2 separate regions of the Pan troglodytes genome follow, and region 2 is linked to region 1. A link is a contact called in public Hi-C data. All regions are on one chromosome and are shown on one strand. The core of a region is the stretch at or near the end of the contact, and the rest is flanking DNA. Distances in the headings are between cores, read along the strand shown.

Region 1 (2,794 bases), core at 144-2,643:
TCTCTACAAATAATAACAATAATAATAAATTAGCCAGGTGTGGTGGTGCACACCTGTAGTCCCAGCTACTGGGGAGGCTGAGGAGGGAGGATCACTTGAGTTAGGGAGGCCGAGGGTGCAGTGAGTTATGATTGTGCCCATAAACAGCCACTGCACTCTAGCCTGGGCAACAGAGCGAGACTATGTCTCAGAAAAATAAAAATAAAATGAAATAAATACATAGATAATAGAGTATGTAGATACTACTCAAAGGTTATTACACTAAATGAGATCACATAGGAAGTATGGATAGATAAGAAAGGTGTATGAGGAAAGAGGAGGAAGGGGAGGTAAGAGAACAGTGGCACAGAGCACTTCCAACATTTACAAGTTGGTAGGAAAAGATGGGTCCGAAAAGGAGATTGTTTAGGGGCTGGTGAAGTGAAAGAAAAACAAGGAGAATGTGTAGCTCACAAATTCCTAAGTGAAGAAAATTCTCTCCCACCTTTTAACTCAGACTGCTTGCTTACATTCTAAGGTATTTGCCACACACTGCTTTTTACTGATGGTCATGAAAACGAGAAAACCGTAGGCAAAGTGCCTGTTACTGTTGCCAGACCCATGTTATCTCGTTTTAGTGTGTAAGTTCCTTGAGAACGGAAATTAACATATTATTTATGCCACCCCTTCTCAAGGACCTCTTACAATGCGAGCGTTTGAAGACCATTCCTGTGCTAACTTCACAAGCCAAAGAGGTTAAAATTCAAAGGCTACCTCCACTCTACTGAATGATCTGCGCTGAAGACGACCAGACAACTTGGGCAGCCCTACCAAGCTGCACCCTCCCACCATCCCCGGCTTCTCCCTGAGACTCCGCACCAACGTGGGTAGGGAAGGCCCCGGCACCACCAACTAAGGAGGAACAGACGCACGCCCAGACCCAGACTGGGGAAAGAAGACTAGTTGAGTTCCACCTGGATGCCACCCGACAAAAGGGGAGTGGCACCCTGGGGCAGCGATCGGGGCCCTTGGCGAGGCCAAGCGGTGCAGAATACACACCTGGATGACTCGCTGCTTGAGTTTATTATCCACGAACCCTGCAGGTCTGGGCTTCATCGCTTCGGTCTTCCAAGCCACAGCTCGGACCGCCAGCTCCTAGTCAACCGGGGGCCTCGTAGGGGTTGCCCACCGCGATCGCCGGGCCAGTTGCACCTGAAATACGCCCCTCCTGGGGCCTAGCCCGCGCCGTTTCCGTCAGAATAAAAGTAATGCGAATGAAGGGGAAAAAATTCCGAGGAGAGGGAGAAGACTTGAAAACCTCAGGGAGTTTCTAGGGGCCTTATTTTGCAGGCCTGCCCAGTGGACCCTGGAAGATTAGGACCCCTTTGAACGCGCTCAACTTTATTGGTTCCCCGCCGGGCGAACCAGGCGGGAGGAAGTTCCTACCCCGGCGCGGTGTGCGGAGACGCTGTCAACGGCGTCCTCTGGAAAACTTGGTTTGCTTTCCTCAGGCGTTCCAGCCACACCTCATTCTGATACAAAGCTAGTCTTCGCAAAACCAGCCACGGTAGATACTTGGAGTGATAAAATCAGGGTAAAAACACACCACCAGCCGCTGCTTGCTTTCCCACGTAGTTATCTTACATTTTAGAGGCCCGACAAAAGGGCTAGGTGAAAAAGAAAAGGAAGGACGGATTTATCCAGATAACTAAGTCATTTGTTACTTTTAGAACTCGTTTGACTTACGCTGTTATCATCGGCAGGTAATTTGTTGAATATATCCAGTGCAAGACTCCTTGGCCCAGAATTTTATCAAACGTTTGTATTTGCCCCAAGAAGTTTATCCTGCACTTAGGGAGACACAAAGGGACAGTTACCAAGCATTAAAAAAAAAAAATGCTGGCTTTAGTTTCTGTCTTCTTGTTTATTTCAACCGTGTTTTGAATATTCTTATTTCAGGTCCTACTTGGCTTATGACAAGGTTAAGTGCAGTGTATTAAGGGGCAGAGGGGAGAGAAAATGGAATTAAGAGAAGGGCGTGAGGCCGGTCACGGTGGCTCACACCTGTAATCCCAGCACTTTGGGAGGCCGAGGCGGGCAGATCACTTGAGGTCAGGAGTTCACGACCAGCCTGGCCAACATGGTGAAACCTTGTCTCTACTAAAAATATAAAAATTAGCACTGAATTAAGTATTAGATTTCCCACTCAAAATATTGATCCGTTTGGTTGCAACTTCATTTCCTACTTCTTCACTATGTGTAGTTTTATTTTTTATTTTTTTAGTTGTAAAATATAAGAACATTCACCATCTTAAACATTTTAAAGTGTGCAGTTTAGTGATAATACATTCATAATATGCAACCATCACTGCCATCTAGTTCCAGAACTCTTTTCATCTTGTACAACTAAAACTCTATACTAATTAAAAAATAACTCCCCATTCCTCCCTCCCCCCAGCCCCTGGCAACTACCATTCTACTTACTGTCTTTATGATTTTGACTACACTAACTTCCTCATATAAGTGGAATCTTCCAGTATTTGACTTTTGTGACTGGCTTGTTTCTTAGCTTAATGCCCTCATATAGCATGTGTTAGAATTTCCCTCTTTCTTTTCTTTTTTTTTTTTTTTTTTTTTTTTTTGATACAGAGTCTTGCTCTGTTGCCCAGGCTGGAGTGCAGTGGCGCAATCTCAGCTCACTGCAACCTTCGCCTCCTGGGTTCAAGAGATTCTACCACCTCAGCCTCCCGAGTAGTTGGGACTACAGGTGTGTACCACCACACCCGGCTAATTTTTTGTATTTTTAGTAGAAATG
Region 2 (2,700 bases), core at 142-2,641, 220 kb before region 1:
CCCATAGATTTAGTTGCCCTGTCTCTTTAGTCTCCTTTAATCTGCCACAAACCCTTAGTCTTTGTCTTTTGTAACGTTAACACTTTTGAATAATTTATGGGCCAGTCATCTAGCGATGTCTACCTCAAACGCAACTCATGTGCTTTTTTTGCATGAATACTACATTATGCTGTGTCCTTTTCAGGGTATTATATTAATAGGCATATGATATTGGCTCCTCCTATAACTGTGATGTTAGTCTCGATCATTTGGTTATGATGGTGTCCACCAAATTTCTCTATTGTAAACTTTTTTTTTTTTTCTCGCTCTGTTGCCCAGGCTGGAGTGCAGTGGCAGGCTGACGGTTCACTGCAGCCTCGAACTCCTGTGGCTCAAGCAATCCTCCCATCTCAGCCTCACGAGTAGCTAGGACCATAGGACCTAGCCACCACATTTGGCTAATTTTTTGTATTTTTTGTAGAGATGGGGTTTCTCCACGTTGCCCAGGCTGGTCTCCAACTTCTGGGCTAAAGTGATTCTCCCGCTTCAGCCTTCCAAAGTGCTGGATTACAGGCGTGAGTCAACACGCCCAGCCTTGTAAACTATTTCTTTTCATCTTTGTAAATAATACATAATTTATGGGGAGTTATTTTGAGACTATGTAAATATCATGTTCCTCATCACGTTTACCTCCTAGTTTTAGTACCTTTTGATGATTCTTGCCTAAATCAGTTATTAGAATACAATTCATATATGATAAAATTCATTAAAGTATATAGTAATTCAGTGGTTTTTGTATATTCATACGGTTGTGTAACCATCACCGCTAATTCCAGAGCATTTTTATCACCCCGAAAATGAAACCCTTCACCCATTAGCACTCATTTCCCCATTTCCCCCAGCCTCTGGCGACCACTAATCTACTTTTTATCTCTATGGATTTGCCTATTTAAGACATCTTATATAAATGCAATCATACAATATGTGGTCCTTTGTGTCTAACTTATTTCACTTAATATGTTCTCACGGTTCATTCATGTTGTAGTTCTTATTGATATTTCATACCTTTTTATTTGCCTAAATCAATCATTTCTATGATTCCTAAAAAATGGTGCTAGTCTAACTACATTATTTCCATCTACACTTACTAGGCAACATCTTTATCATCCATTGTCAGGAAGCCCTTTAAGAAAACTGCACAGTGAAGTTCATTTTAATAAATAGGGTTTCCTTGCTCTCAAGTAGTTACTAATCTTAGACAAAAGGGTCTAGGATGACCACCTTTCTTGAGGTTTACATGATCTTCCCTGACTTCCACTTGAAAGGTACCCTGTGAGTCTCTCTCCGCCTGTTATCCCACAGGCTCCTCCCCACTCCTCCAGGTACCCCTTCCCCGGCGGCCGCAGGAGGAGGAAGTGACGCACCGGAAGTGTCCCTGTTCCCCTTGCTGTGGGGGTAAGGAATCAAACCCCCAAGATGGCGGCAGCGGCGGAGGAGCGGATGGCAGAGGAAGGAGGCGGCGGCCAAGGCGACGGCGGCTCCTCTTTGGCCTCCGGCTCTACCCAGCGACAGCCCCCACCGCCCGCGCCACAGCACCCGCAGCCGGGGTCCCAGGCGCTCCCAGCCCCCGCGCTGGCTCCGGACCAGCTGCCTCAAAACAACACGCTTGTGGCGCTGCCCATCGTAGCCATCGAGAACATCCTCAGCTTTATGTCCTACGACGAAATTAGCCAGCTCCGCCTGGTGAGGCCCCCGCAGAACTCCTGCCTCCCTCTCCCCCCGGCCGAGGTCTGGGAGAGGAGGAGAAGGGAGCGCGTTCCCCGGGAAGGGAGCCCCCCGCGAGCCCCAGCCGGCTACAGATCCGGGAGGGAGCCGCTCCCGTCCCGAACTCTCCCTTGGCGTCAGTCAGCAGGAGTGGGCTGGTTCCCGATTGCGTCCTAGCTGCGGAGCTGGGGTTACTTCCTGAGGGGACTTCGCCTTGGGGGCTCCTTGCCCCCCGCCCGGAAGCGGGCCCTCTACGGGAGGGGTAGCGGAGTTGGTCTTCCCACCTTCCGCCTGGCCTGAGAGTAGACCCGGAGAGGTCATGTCGCCTGCCTTTTGTATGCCGCTTCCAGCCCCCGGCCTCGGTTTGGGGAGAAAACTCAGAAGTAGGCAGATGATCCCAGCCAGGTTTGGTTTATCTTGCAAGAATAACGAATTGTTCCCCACCCCAACCACCTAAGTTTTCTTGTTCGAGAAGATTGAGTAGAGTAAGGTGGCTCAGTGACCCCAAACCAGGTAGAGGTTCCGAAGAATTCGAACGTGTTTACTTAGCCTTAGCCCCAGCGCCCTAATTGACCACTAAAGTAGAGCCTTGGGAAATGACCATTTCTGCTTTGCCTCATCCTAACGCTTCCCACCGTAGAGAAGCAACTTACCCCTTGACGGGTTTTTTCTCTTTTGCAATTTATTTTTAACTAGTGATTTACGCCCACCCACCTGCTTTAGGAGAGGTTTCTTTATACCTTAAAATCACAATAGGTCAGTCCATGATTTTTAAAAATAATGAATTTGCCATTGGGGTTTTACTTCACTCCAGAGGTTTGAAGATGTGGTGATTGTTAGTTCAGTTAGATATTTTGCTGCCTTTCAATGAAATTATCTTTAAGTGGTAAAGAAATTGAAGGAGGTGGACATTTTGAAGTGATTGCAAACCGATTCCATGGAGAAGCTAAATCTGTG

The links. Hi-C and Micro-C count contacts between places; a contact is called where the count stands out from the background.
Region 2: a contact with region 1 is called in a Hi-C map of a lymphoblastoid cell line, with 6 times the contacts expected there. The contact joins the promoter of FBXO28 here to the promoter of NVL in region 1. A contact is called at or near these places in 3 of 7 Hi-C or Micro-C datasets (blood, a lymphoblastoid cell line and stem cell-derived neural progenitor cells) and 1 of 1 datasets of contacts at active chromatin or transcription factors (stem cell-derived excitatory neurons).

The regions. Positions count from the first base shown.
Region 1 is chr1:24,954,157-24,956,950 of NHGRI_mPanTro3-v2.0_pri, reverse strand. NVL (nuclear VCP like) reads right to left here and starts at 1,393. Exons shown (of 26, transcript XM_054659325.2): 1 at 1,039-1,393. The coding sequence starts at 1,095.
Region 2 is chr1:25,170,642-25,173,341 of NHGRI_mPanTro3-v2.0_pri, reverse strand. It overlaps FBXO28 (F-box protein 28), which reads left to right and starts at 1,391. Exons shown (of 5, transcript XM_001135277.4): 1 at 1,391-1,722. The coding sequence starts at 1,456.